Regions from separate parts of the Pan troglodytes genome. Here region 2 is linked to region 1. Evidence: chromatin contacts called from public HiChIP or PLAC-seq data. All regions are on one chromosome and are shown on one strand. The core of a region is the stretch at or near the end of the contact, and the rest is flanking DNA. Distances in the headings are between cores, read along the strand shown.

What was found. HiChIP or PLAC-seq counts read pairs in DNA pulled down with a chosen protein or histone mark.
Region 2: a contact with region 1 is called in an H3K4me3 HiChIP or PLAC-seq map of stem cell-derived excitatory neurons, with 2.5 times the contacts expected there. The contact joins the promoter of LOC112209436 here to the promoter of BPHL in region 1. A contact is called at or near these places in 1 of 7 Hi-C or Micro-C datasets (stem cell-derived neural progenitor cells) and 1 of 1 datasets of contacts at active chromatin or transcription factors (stem cell-derived excitatory neurons).

The regions. Positions count from the first base shown.
Region 1 is chr5:9,066,731-9,073,327 of NHGRI_mPanTro3-v2.0_pri, reverse strand. It overlaps BPHL (biphenyl hydrolase like), which reads right to left and starts at 3,828. Exons shown (of 8, transcript XM_009450409.4): 1 at 3,622-3,828; 2 at 2,679-2,899. The coding sequence starts at 2,734.
Region 2 is chr5:9,177,738-9,185,352 of NHGRI_mPanTro3-v2.0_pri, reverse strand. It overlaps LOC112209436 (tubulin beta-2B chain), which reads left to right and starts at 3,671. Exons shown (of 4, transcript XM_024357020.2): 1 at 3,671-4,748; 2 at 5,566-5,674; 3 at 5,966-6,076; 4 at 6,424-7,615. The coding sequence starts at 4,692. The coding sequence ends at 7,484.

The DNA.
Region 1 (6,597 bases), core at 2,579-5,078:
GTTTGAGATGATGGATATGCTAATTACACTGATCTGATCACTACACCTTGTATCTATCGAAACATCACTATCTACCCCATAAACAGGTACACTTATGTCAATTAAAAAATAAAATTTGAAAAATGTTTAAAAATCCACCCCCAGAGGAAAATCATTTAACAGCACGAATTTAATATGATAAAACTGTCTTTGTATATGAATGAGTCGCCTCCAGAACGCCTCTCAGTCTCCTTGGGTTATTCCGATTTTTCCAATTCTGAACAGTGACATGAGTTCGAATTTTCTTTACTAGACTGCCGATCTGAACTGTGCCCTCATGCTTGAATATGCTATTGTGCCCAGCCTGGGGCTCACCCTACAAAAACCCTAGGAGGCTTGCTCAATCAATGGCCACAGAGGCTCATGGCACACGCCGGTGAGCTGGAAGCTAAGGGTCCTCAAGTGCAGGCTGGCGTGGGGCTTGGTGCAGTGAAACGAGGGTGGACATCAGGGGCAGAGACTCTGGAGTCACTCGTCTGCACCTCAGCAGGCCCAGAGGACCTACCCAGACCTTCAGCAGCCTTGGTGACATTCCCAAAGATGAGACTGGTCCCAAGGTCTCGATCTCCAGGCTGTTCTTTAGCTGTAGGGTATCCTGTGTTGTCTGGCCTGCTGCAGGAGGGCCATAGTCAACAGTGCCCATCTGCACGGATAAATCCTGCTGTTTTTTAAAACGTTAAAATATGTCTGTGTCAACTGCTAAGTAGCCCTGTCCATAAGCCTCCATCTCAAGAGCCCTCCTTCCTGCCACTGACCCGCCTTGGCCTAAGACCTCCTAGGATCCAGCATCTAACTGGACCACACTTAGCACAGGGCAACGCCTCAGGACAGGCATAATGCCAGTGTCTGTGCTGCCTGAATTATGGGTGCCGTACAGGTGTTCTGATTAACCTCTCCTCAGCGGCTCTTCGAGGACAGCCAGACTGTCCTGGGATATATACGAGTGGGGCACACAGACGGCCCCTGCACCGGGAGCAGGCTCCATCAGCTTATCAGACAGATGACTGAGTGAAGCACAGGAGGGACATGATGGCAAGCCAGGACAGATGCCAGAAGGAGGCGCTCTCTTCTCCTGGTGGAGTGCCAATACAATGAAATCAACCACCATCTCCTTTTATTTTTATTTTTATTTATTTATTTTTTGAGATGGAGTCTCGCTCTGTCGCCCAGGCTGGAGTGCAGTGGCGCCATCTCGGCTCACTGCAAGTTCCGCCTCCCTGGTTCACACCATTCTCCTGCCTCAGCCTCCCAAGTAGCTGGGACTACAGGCACCCGCCATCACGCCCGGCTAATTTTTTTGTGTTTTTAGTAGAGACGGGGTTTCACCCTGTTAGCCAGGATGGTCTCAATCTCCTGACCTCGTGATCTGCCTGCCTCAGCCTCCCAAAGCGCTGGGATTACAGGCCTGGCCCATCTCCTTTTTCTTCTACATACTCCCTACCCCTACCTCTGCCCTTAGTCAAAGGATAACTGAAACACAGCCCTTTTGAAAAAATGAGGTCCTGTTTTATCTTTTGGTTTAATCTTATTTGCCAGTCTCAAGTAAAAAAGAAACAAACGTGGAAACAGATGTGTTGAATACAGGTACATCTAATCTTAACACACCATTTCTGGAAAAATAAAAGACAGAATTGGGTAGTAATAAGGTCTGACCAAACTATAAGCTCCTTATCTACAGAAATATTATTAAAGGGGCATCAATGAAGCCACCAAGCAATGGCAATACTGACCCTGCCATTTACTTATTATGATTACTGCCCTATTCCTCTGAGAAATTCATTTCTACAGTTAAGATAGCTTAGGATCGGCCGGGTGTGGTGGCTCACACCTGTAATCCCGATACTTTGGGCGGCCCAGGTGGGTGGATCACGAGGTCAGGATCACGAGGTCAGGAGATCAAGACCATCCTGCCCAACATGGTGAAACCCCATCTCTACTAAAAACACAAAAATTAGCCGGCCATGGTGGCAGGTACCTGTAATCCCAGCTACTCGGGAGGCTGAGGCCACGAGAATCGCTTAAACCTGGGAGGCAGCGGTTGCAGTGAGCGAGATCACAACACTGCACTCCAGCATGGGCAAAAGAGCGAGAGTCAGTCTCAAAAAAAAAAGAACTATATTGGTACAATCACAGTAACTTATTTCGATGCCTTTCTGCAGACAGGAAACTGGAAAAAATAATCATTTTCACTGTTAATTTATACAGCTGTAGCCAGTAACATGTTTTTCCATCTATCAAAATAGCCCTGACCATCTTATAATAATTCTAAAATTAAAGGAGCTAGTCAATTGCAATATGAAATTTTAAAAGCTGGTCAGATTTGCCCTCTTTTCTCCTTCTAAATCAAGTTTTCAAACTAAAAGTTTCTATGTTGGATCAAGTACAGTTCTAAACGCTGTGTATTTATCTAGTACTGACTTTATGAAAGTAGCCCATCAACAGTCAACTGCGCACATGCACTGTGTACGTTCGTTGTATACGTGTGTTTGCATGTGTGTAGGGATGTATGTAGAGAATAAAGTAAAACAAGCTTCATGCCGCTCTATCCACATTTCTGCCCAGTATCTCTTGGGACCAAGAGTATCCATTTTCAAGACAGAAGGTCAGAAATTAATCCAGTTTTTTTGTTATTGTTTTACCTGAAATGGGGGGACAGGTGGGAGGACAAAAGAGAATAAAGCAGATTCCTGGGCATCTCCACACATGTAGATCAGATCCTCTGGGAGTGAGGCCCAGGATTCTGAATTTTCAGTTCCCAACGTGATTCTTTTGCACATTAAGATCAGCAAGCAAAGAGAAGACTTAGGGCTCTCGGGGCCCGTGATTAAAGCCTTAGCGGTACTCAGGCTCAGGCTGATTTCTGACATAAGAGAAAGAAGAGATTATTGTCCTTATGCCCTTAGTGTGGACTCTGGACAGAGCAATGGACTAATGAGGGCGTTGGGATTCTAGTCCGTGCTCCGTCACGGGTGAGTCCATACTACAGGCAAATGTATCTCCCTGGGTCTCTCTGGTCTGCACACTGAAGGGGCTGCACTCTATAGCCCAAGCCTCCACGGCTCCAGACTCCTTGAACTGAGGCTGACCGAGGCGCATGCACGATCGAGGGGCTCGAGCACCAAGCGCGGCTGGCCCCCAGGATCGGGGTCTCGCGGCACAAAGGGCGACAGGGCAGCCAGGCCGCGCCCACGCCCCGTGCCCGCGCGCCGGGAACTCCTGCTGTCGGCACGCGCCCCTCCCGCCGCCCCTCGAGCGCGCCGATGCTGGGGATCCCCGGGGCGAGGTGGCCGCCATTACCCGAACGCGGCCGCGGGTCCGGCCCGTGGGACGTGGATCCCGGGCTTCAGCGCTGAGAGCAGCAGCCGCAGGCGCAACACGCCCCGGCCGCCCAGCACAGCCACCATGGTCACAGGTCGCGTAGCTGCCGGGAGCGCGCATGCGCTAAGACCAAGCGCGGTACCCGGCCCACTCTGCCCCGAAGCCACGCCCTCTGCTCCGCCCATCTCGCCTCTCCATCCTGCTCCGCCCTCTGCCCGCCCCGCCCCGAAGCCACGCCCTGCCGGGTGCTTTCCCATGGGCGACCGAAACTCGGCTCGTGGTTTCGCAGTCCTGGAACGGCCGGCACCCGCGTAGACCGTCCCCTCTCGGTGCTGGCTCTGGCTCCCGGGACGAGTGTCCCCGTCGGCGCTGCCCCGCCCTCGCTCGTCGCCTCAGCGACCATGGCTTTTCCAGGAGGCGAGGCCGCCAGCCATAGCGCCTTCGCTGCGTGGGCGTCCAGGCGGGGCTCCGGAGTGGGCGGGGCTCCGGAGTGGGCGGGGCTCCGGCTCTAGGCAGGCTGCTATGTTGGATCAAGTAAAGTTCTAAACGCTGTGCACCTATCTAGTACTGACTAGTACTAGGAAGTGTATTTGCTTTTCAGAGATGATGGGATCTAAATTTTGTTTATACCACTTCACACCCATTAGGATGGCTACTAGCAAAACCCCCAGAAATTAGTGTTGGTGAAGATGTAGAGAAATTGAAGCCCTTGTATATTGCTGTTGGGAATGTAAAATGGTGCAGCCACTGTGATGAACAATACTGCGGTTCCTCAACAAATCAGTTATATGATCCAGCATTTTCTTTTCTGGGTATATAACCCAAAAGAATTTAGAACAGGGTGTACAAGAAGAAATGTTTTTACACTCACGTTGACAGCGGCACTATTCACAATAGCCAAAAGGGTGGAAGCAATTTAAGTGTCCAAAAACAGATACATGGATAAGCAAAATGTTGTCTGTGCATGCAAGGGAACGTTTTTTAGCCTGAACAAAGAACGAAATTCTGACACTTGCTACTACATGGATGAACCTGGAGGACACTATGCTGAGGGAGGTAAGCCAGTCAAAAAAAGACAAATACTGTGTGATTCCACTTATATAATAAGGTACCTAGAGGAGTCAAACTTATAGGGACAGAAAATAGAATGGGGGTTGTTGAGGGCTGGTGGAAGGGGGAATGGAAAGTTGGTGTTTCATGGGGACAGAGTTTCAGTTTGGAGAGATGAAAAAGTCCTGGGGATGGATTTTGGTGATGCCTGCATTACATTGTGAGTGTACTTACTGCCACTGAACTACACACCTAAAAGTGGTTTAAGTGGTAAGTTTTATGTATGTTTTACCACAATTAATTTTTTTCTTTTGGCTGTATAATTGCAGCTTTATAAAGGTTATAGACATTATCTAATTGAAATCTCAGTGGAGAAAAAAAACAACTATTTCTTTTTAAGTCAATCGTTCTGCCTTAATTGGAAATAACTGGCAGATTTGTGGCTACTGTTGTAGCCTTGGCTTGAATAATTGGAGACAACAGCTTCTTTGCATATTGCATTTCTTTTCCTCCAAGAGACCTTTTTGGTGTAACAGTCAGTCCTGTGAGCACAGTGCTTGTAGGTGTTACACTCATAGAAATTTCTGTCACCTGCAGTGTCCTCACTGGCCCATTGGGCTTTCTTGAGTAGTAAAGGCAGTTTTGGCCTAAATACAGACTATGCAAAAGTTTTCATATTCTACTCTCAACATAAATCTATCACATTAATTCCTGCATAAAAGGAAAGAGACATATATAATGTTTGAGTTTAATATCATTTGACTTTCAGAAATCTTTGGTGAGGTCAGTATTTCCTTTTTTCCTGATATGTTGATTGGGGTTTCATCTCAGAAATGATAAAAATAGCTGTCTGTACAGTTTCAACACCAGTTACCCTTGTGCTAATAAAAAACGGTAGCACTGAGTTTTAGGTTATTGGTGTCACAATTTTTTTTTTTTTTTTTTGAGACGGAGTTTTGGTCTTGTTGCCCAGGCTGGAGTGCAATGGCGCAATCTCAGCTCACTGTAACCTCTGCCTCGCAGGTTCAAGCAATTCTCCTGCCTCAGCCTCCTGAGTAGCTGAGATTACAAGCACCCGCCACCATGCCCGGCTAATTTTTGTAATTTTAGTAGAGACGAGGTTTTGCCATGTTGGCCAGGCTGGTCTCAAACTCCTGACCTCAGGTGATCCACCCGCCTCAGCCTCCTAAAGTGCTAGGATTACAGGTGTGCGCCACCGCGTCCAGCGTGGTGTCACTATTTTTAAGTAACATACCTGACAACCAGTTCTTTATATATAGCAAGATTGTACAGTTTAAAAAAACTGCCATTTTTGTGCCAGGCACCTTACGATGCATCATATTTCTTTAATCTTCACATCAGCCTTCTGTGCTATTGCACTCTTCATTTATAGATGAGGCAACTGAGGCTAAGAAAGGTTAGGAAGCAAGCCCTAGGTAACACAGCTGAAAAGTAATTTTGAGCTGCTCAATTTCAGGACTCTATACTTGGATAATGACAGCGAAAGGTTAGGAAGCAAGGCCTGGGTAACACAGCTGAGAAGGGGCAGAGGGGAGTTTTGAGCCGCTCAATTTCAGGACTCTATACTTGGATAATGATGGCGAAAGGTTAGGAAGCAAGGCCTGGGTAACACAGCTGAGAAGGGGCAGAGGGGAGTTTTGGGCTCTCAATTTCAGGACTCTATACTTGGATGATGATGATTGCTATTATTATTGAGGCACGGTGTGATCACAGCTCCCCACAGCCTCAAACTCCTGGGCTCAAGTGATCCTCCCACCTTAGCCTCCCAAGAAGCTAGGACTACAGGCATACACCACCACACCTGGCTAGTATTTTTTAATGTTTTTGTGGAGATAGGGTCTTGCTGTATTGTCCACACTGGTCTCGAACTCATGGCCTCAAGCGATCCTCCCAGCTTGGCCTCCCAAAGTGCTGGGATTACAGGCATGAGCCACTATACCTGGTCGTATACTTGGATTATTACATATTGTAAAGATCACTGTAGTAGCATTAACCTTTCAGTGATTTCTCCGCAATCAGCTGCTTCTAAAATCTTGAATATTTACACTATTTATGCCTTTATTATAATTAGAAAACCCCTTCCCTTTCATAAATACCACACATTAAAATGTACATCAAAATGCTGCCTAAAATATTTTGTGATTTATTAAACATTTTATTCCTGAAACC
Region 2 (7,615 bases), core at 2,422-4,921, 110 kb before region 1:
AGTGACTGCCCACCAAGCATCTAGAGCCCAGAGGCAGGGGTGTTGCTGCATGGATGTGTCCACCTGGATACGCACGTTTTCATTTCATTTAAATGGCAAACAAAGGTCTTGGGCAGATTTCGAAAAGCACTGGTGAGCTGCGGAGACATTTCCGAGCAGGAGCTGATGTGGAGGGTTTTCAGGGCCGGGTGAGGGTCCCGCAGCCACAGCGATGTTCTAGCCTCCGCCGCGGAACTCACAGAGGTTCCCCCGCCATAGCCTCCCGCGTGCGCTCATGCGCTTCCTCCAGACCTTATTTGTAAGTCTGTTGATTTCGCAGGCCGCACCTTGCAAGGGGCACACGGTCCGTCTTATTATTTCATAATCACTTCTTCTCTTTTTGTTTTCCACCCGGCCTGGCTCTGTGTCTAGGACTCAGCGTGCATTCCCGGGGCTCGGCCTGCCCCGCCTGCCTAAGAATCTCACAAATCATTGACAGCGTGGGGGAGGGGAGACTGCCTGTAGCAGGGAAATGGTGCCCTAGAAAAGCCAGGATTCTACTCCCTCCGCCGATTTGTAGGACAAAGCAGGCAAAGCTCTTTCGTGGAAGCTCGGCTCTCTCAGTCCCGACCGAGGCCATTATAACTCAAATTCACAACCTCCGGGGATGCGAAAACACCCGGCCTTACTGAGGAACAAAGGGCAAGTGTTCCCGCACTGCGCTGCGTTCGTGGGCTCGGGGTTTTCGCTGCTGGTTCCAGCTTTTGGTTACCTTGCTTGGCTGGTCCCTGCGGGGCCCACGGCTGCGGAAGGACAGGGCTCTGAGGCTGCCACCCCGCAGCCCCTGCGACTAAACAGTGCCGGGCAGCTCCGCCGGGGCCGCTGGCTTCCCAGGCGGAGGAGGGAAGGCCTGGGGGGAAGGGGGAGGGCAATGGAATAGAAACTGGGGAGCGACAAAGCTGAGAAGGCGCAGATCTTGGCGGATCCCGGGAGCTTCCTCCACTGTGTCCTTTCCGCAGTCACAGTATGGGGCTGCGACCGCTTCCTAGCCCCCATGCCCCGGGCATTTGGCTCTTTTACATAAATGTTAGGATTGGTAGCTTTCCAATATCTCTAAATGGAGAGCTATGAGAAGAGGTGATGTGTGTGTGTGTGTGTGTGTGTGTGTGTGTGTGTGTGTGTGTGTGTGTGTTAAGGAAATAATGATGGATTTGCAGTCTCTTTCTTTCAACTCCTCTTTATTCATTGGCTAAGTGTCGGTTGCCTAGGAAACCGCGTGCATCTCGGCTGCAGAGCCAGCTATGGGGGCTGCGGGCTGGGTTTTGGGGGTTTTAAGCGGTGAATCCCGGCAAGCAGTGAAGAACCCTAATGCTAAATGTCTAGTAATTTCAATAAATGTGTCAAAAATATATGCTACATTATGAAAACAATGCTTTAAAAATTTACTACTATATAAAGCCTCTTTTCTATCAGACTTCTTCAAACAATGACTGTGTGTGTAATAGAGAAATGCAAATTCACTTGAGGACATGCCGTTGAAAGTAATCTGAAAATTGTGAAAGCAAATATAATTTTAATAGTTTAAGGGATATCTTGCTCACCTCAGTCACGCAATAGATTACGTATAAAACAAATGTTGAATTGTATTTTATGCAGCAATATTTCTACAATTGTCTCTGGAAGGGAAAATTTTTAAATGTTAGTACGTCATCAAGACTAACATTAAGACATCATGAAATATGTTGCCCCGAAATCTTCGTGCCTGATATGCGATGACCTAGATTGAGAAGCATTGCATATAATGAATAGACAGAAATGCTGGGGACCCAACTGAAAACGACTTTTTTTTTCTTTGAAAGCCGGGTACCAGTCTCTTTATGCGAGCTACATGGATTAAGAATGTTTTTTTGTTTAAGGGTTATCAGATAAACTGAAAGACTTCAGGGAAAGGTGTGGCTGTTGTCAACATTTTAACACAAAATCAGCTCCTTGTGAAAATAAAAATGTGCAGCATCACAATTCCAGTGGGGGTGGGGGTGGGGGTGGGATGTAGACCGGTTAACAAGACTGGCTGCCCGGAAGGGGCGGGGGTGTGGGGACAATTCAAGCAAAATGCTTGAAAGGAAAGCAGATCTTGGGCCAAAAGTGTCCCCAAGGGCACTCTGGGCTTTCAGAAGGATGATTTCCAGCCTCATCCTATCCCAAACCTCCCCCTTTAAAAGAAACCTGAGAGGAAAGGGTCTTTTCATCTATCTATATGATCTTGAACACGCGTTTTCACTCGGGCACTGAATGGAGATTTGGCTCGGAAACAGAAGCTAAGAAATGAAATGGTTAGCGGCCAGCTCAAGTTACCCAGCATGGAGCTGAGCGGCCCCCAACCCCACCCCCCAGCGCTGAGCATCAGGGTTGCTCCTGGGAGCTCGCAGCGAGGGGGTGACCGCTCCGAGTGTGTCTACACTCGCCGCGCGGGTGCCGCCCTAGCTCTGTTCCTTCCGGCGCAGCTTGGTCCCACCAGAGCCGCCACCTCGAGGCTGACACCTGCCACAGCCCTTTTGGCCAAGATGCGGTCACTTTCCCTGAGGTCTGGTGTGCCCAAAAGACGAGATTCCAGTCCGAGCCCTGTCCTTAACTTGCTGTATGACCTTGGGAATTGCTAGCCCTCGACGTTTCGGCATCTGCAGGATCTGGATTAGAAACTCGGAGGTCAGGCCCCGAGACCTTGGTACCAGGAGAGTAGGGCATGTGGACAGACCCTCCGCTGCTCTCTGCCTCTCGGCAGACCCCACCCTCACCCGGGCACGCCGGCCGGGTCTGGAATACCGGCCCGCGAGCTCCAGTCTGGGCGCCCTGGATGTTTGGGGGCGCCTGGGCTTTTGTTCTCGCTACTTCTCTTTGTACATTGGAATCGACTTGAACCCCCCACCCTCCACCTCACAGCAGGAAAGGGAGGCGATGACAGCTTGCTGATAGTTCTGGGAGGGTCTCGCTCAACAGCTGCAGGCTCCGCTCCGCCGCGGGAGCCCGGGTCATTCGGCCTTTCTCGCCAGGGGATGAAAGAGGTCACGTCACCTCGCCAACGGCCCTTCCGAAGTGTGGGGCGGCGCGCTTCAGTCATCGAATTGCAGGGAACAGGTTGTGCAGTGAACGTTTCTGACACCCTTTCCCCTCCCGCCCTCAAACGCACGCAGGATTAGTCTGTCTCTCTCTCTTTCTCTCTCTCTCTTTCTCTCTCTCTCACACACACACACGCGCGCGCGAAAAGTAACAAAGAGACCAGTTCCTGCCTCAGTACCTAGAGACTGCGGATCTGAAGGGAGGGTCTGTGCTCCAAGTCTGTGCACGCGCTCGTGCGAGTGCGCGTGGGTCTTGGGTCGTCTCGCGCGCGCTGGGCTGCAGTTTTTAGTCGTATTCCCCACCCTTCAACCGCAACACGAAGCCTCGGACCTCCAGGTCGCCGCGATGGAAGATAAGAAAGTTTGTTACTCGGGCTTGGGCCACCCTTGGAACCCACCCTCTTACTTGACAATAGATGAACTGAATCCGAGGGCGGGGTGGGGGGGGTGGGGCGCCTGTCGTGTGGTTTTAAACACTAGGTTACACAGCGTATCCCACGTTTCTGAGAGCCCTTTGTTCCGCCGACAGCCCCGCCCCCGGGACCCCACCCTCTTTCTGCCCTCCGGACGGTCAGTGCAGCGCCACCGGCCACTCCCACTCCATCACTCGCGAGCAACAAAAGTCAACCCCCGGGGCAGAGGGATCCTGGGTACCAGCAGGGGCGTTATGCACTCCCGGAGAGGGTCGGGCAGGGCTGAGGGGCTCCGAGGTCGCTTCACCCCTAGATGCTGCGGCTCAGTGAGAGGAGCTACCAGCCCAAGACAGACAAAGGAGAAAGCAGGCCCACGCTGGGGCGGGGGCGGAGGCCGCGCTGGTGTTCATGGGCCGCAGGTGTCCCGGTTGCCATCAAGCACGACTTCCTTCTGGGGCCACCTGTCCTCCCCCAGGCCTCTGTGAGACGGAGCGCCGCCTGGGCAGTCGCTGGCCTCCAGGGTTGAGGAAAAAGACGGTGGTCTCACCAGGGGCAGTTGGCTGGAGGGACTCTGGCCAGTGGCGGAGTAGGAGCCGCAGTCCGAGGTGGCGGAGCAGCCTGTGCCACCTCAGCCCTCCCACCTGCCGGCACTGGAGCACCTGACGGCTTCTCCACATGCTCCAGTCCTCCATCGTTCCCATCCGGTGCCAGCTCTGCCCCCACCCCGGTCAGGCCGCGCTGGTGGCCCTCGCCTCGCCGCCCTCTCACCCTCCTTTTCTTCACCCTTCCCCCATATCCCCATACCGAGACCCCCACCACAGCCCCAGACAATGCGCACGCCCCCACCATACTCCCGGTAGCCCCCACCCCTCTCCCGGTCGGCACGCCCGCTCTGATTGGCCGCGGGCCGGTGGTCCAGCCCCCCGGACGGTCCCTAGGGCTCGGAGCATTACGTCATCCGGGCCTGGAGAGCGCCAGCGCGAAGGGGACTGGGGGGCTCGGGCTGGGGGCGCGGCCTGTGCCGGCCGCCCCACCCTCCTTGCATAAAAGCCGGAGCCCGCGGGGCCGGCGCTCTCAGCCCGTCGGTTCCCGAGCGCCTTCCCGGTGACCCCGCAGTGGGTGTGTGAGGGGAGGACGGACAGACCCAGACGCCGCCGGACCAGGAGGACGCTGACGAGGCACCATGCGTGAGATCGTGCACATCCAGGCGGGCCAGTGCGGCAACCAGATCGGCGCCAAGGTGGGCGCGCCGCAGCGGAGGGGGTCCAATGGGGGCGCGAACCTGGGCCGAGAGCCCCTCGGGGTCCCCAGGCGCGGTCCTGGGAAGGCCTGGGGATCGCCAAATGCAGACCTTCCTGGCCGCTTTGTGCCGCCGAGTGTGGCCTGGGCTAGGAGGTGACTTTCGCGGACGGAGGGGGCACCTCTCTTTCTTTCTGCTGTAACTCATTTGGAGTCCCCGTCACCCCCTCGGCCTCCCTCCGCGCTGGCTGCTTGGCAGGCACGCGTGCCTGGAGAAGACGAGGGTGTGTCCGCGAGGCTGTGCGCGGCGTTCCGCGCGAGGGGCTGGGACACCAGGAGGATTAATGGTACTCGCTTGAACCGGAGTCGAGCTGCCGGGGGAGGGGAGGAGAGCGATTGTCTTGCGCTCTCAGGACGTGCTTTGAATCTAAAACCGCGGTCCTTTAGCTCCTTTGCGTTCCTCTTTCCCCGCCCACCCGCTCCTGGCGGGCTGCAGTCCCTGTGCCCTCGCCTCCTGCTGCCGCCTGGGGCTGCGACCAGTGCGCCAAGCTCCGCCACTGCCCGGCTTTGGCTGGTCCTTACCCCCTCGACCCCTACCTCCCCCCGCGAGCGGCAGCTGTTTGCCTGGGAAACGCCCAGTTTCAACTTTCTGAACCTGCAAAATACAAGCCCCGCGGCTGTGCCCGGGTCACGACGCCCTTTAAAGCTTCAAGCTCCTGAAATGTTGGGTTGTCGGAACTGAGTCGGGGACATTTCATTGTGAGCCTTGGCGTTTCTGGGGGCATCGTTCATGGCTAAATGCAGCCTTTCTGTCTCAGTTTTGGGAGGTCATCAGTGATGAGCATGGGATTGACCCCACTGGCAGTTACCATGGAGACAGTGATTTGCAGCTGGAGAGAATCAATGTTTACTACAATGAAGCCACTGGTAATCACCCTTGCCCCACCCCCACTCCCTTCAGTTTTTCCACCTTCTCCCCTTTCCCTTGGGTGGGACCCCAGGGGTGTGGCCCTGGGAGAGGGTGGACTATTCAGTTTAGGATCCCCGCTCTTTCCCTGCAGTATTTCATTGGGCTTCCTTATGCCAACAGAGCCCTTTGAGAACCTGATGGTGGGTCTCCCTTTGTTTGGGGCAACATCTGCGTGATGGCAGCAGGCGCCAAGCCCTCCTCTGCAGAGGTCCTTGCCTGAGGGTCTAAGTCACTGTTGTTCCTTGCAGGTAACAAGTATGTTCCTCGGGCCATCCTCGTGGATCTGGAGCCAGGCACGATGGATTCGGTTAGGTCTGGACCATTCGGCCAGATCTTCAGACCAGACAATTTCGTGTTTGGTGAGTGCCTGGTGTGGCTGAGAGCATGAGGGATTCATTTTACGCTGGGCAGTGGAGGCTGGAGAGGTGTGATTGCCAGAGGGAAAGCATGAAGAACATCCGCGGTGTGCCAACTTAGCTTTAATATAGTGTAAAATTGTTTGCCTTTCAGCTGCTAAGAGCTTGGTGTCCTGGCCTTCCTTATTTATAATTATATTCATGAACAAATATTTTAACGTTTGGCCATTTTGGTGATAATCTGAAATAGTCTTCTCTGAGCATTGACTCACTGATCTATATTGAGGGGTTTGAGGTAAGGTATTTAGTACAATCACCGGTGACTTAAGATTTCTCTTTCCCTCTGGCAGGCCAGAGCGGAGCCGGGAATAACTGGGCCAAGGGCCACTACACAGAGGGAGCCGAGCTGGTCGACTCGGTCCTGGATGTGGTGAGGAAGGAGTCAGAGAGCTGTGACTGTCTCCAGGGCTTCCAGCTGACCCACTCTCTGGGGGGCGGCACGGGGTCCGGGATGGGCACCCTGCTCATCAGCAAGATCCGGGAAGAGTACCCAGACCGCATCATGAACACCTTCAGCGTCATGCCCTCACCCAAGGTGTCAGACACGGTGGTGGAGCCCTACAACGCCACCCTCTCTGTCCACCAGCTGGTGGAAAACACAGATGAAACCTACTGCATTGACAACGAGGCCCTGTATGACATCTGCTTCCGCACCCTGAAGCTGACCACCCCCACCTACGGGGACCTCAACCACCTGGTGTCGGCCACCATGAGCGGGGTCACCACCTGCCTGCGCTTCCCGGGCCAGCTGAACGCAGACCTGCGCAAGCTGGCGGTGAACATGGTGCCCTTCCCTCGCCTGCACTTCTTCATGCCCGGCTTCGCGCCCCTGACCAGCCGGGGCAGCCAGCAGTACCGGGCGCTCACGGTGCCCGAGCTCACCCAGCAGATGTTCGACTCCAAGAACATGATGGCCGCCTGCGACCCGCGCCACGGCCGCTACCTGACGGTGGCTGCCATCTTCCGGGGCCGCATGTCCATGAAGGAGGTGGACGAGCAGATGCTCAACGTGCAGAACAAGAACAGCAGCTACTTCGTGGAGTGGATCCCCAACAACGTGAAGACGGCCGTGTGCGACATCCCGCCCCGCGGCCTGAAGATGTCGGCCACCTTCATCGGCAACAGCACGGCCATCCAGGAGCTGTTCAAGCGCATCTCCGAGCAGTTCACGGCCATGTTCCGGCGCAAGGCCTTCCTGCACTGGTACACGGGCGAGGGCATGGACGAGATGGAGTTCACCGAGGCCGAGAGCAACATGAACGACCTGGTGTCCGAGTACCAGCAGTACCAGGACGCCACGGCCGACGAACAAGGGGAGTTCGAGGAGGAGGAGGGTGAGGACGAGGCGTAGATGCCCCCGCGAGACGGGTTAGGGAAAGCTGAGGAGGAAAGCGAGGGGGTGGGGGGCTTCCCGGGACGATAACCTGGCAGTGGAAGGAAAGAAGCATGGTCTACTTTAGGTGTGCGCTGGGTCTCTGGTGC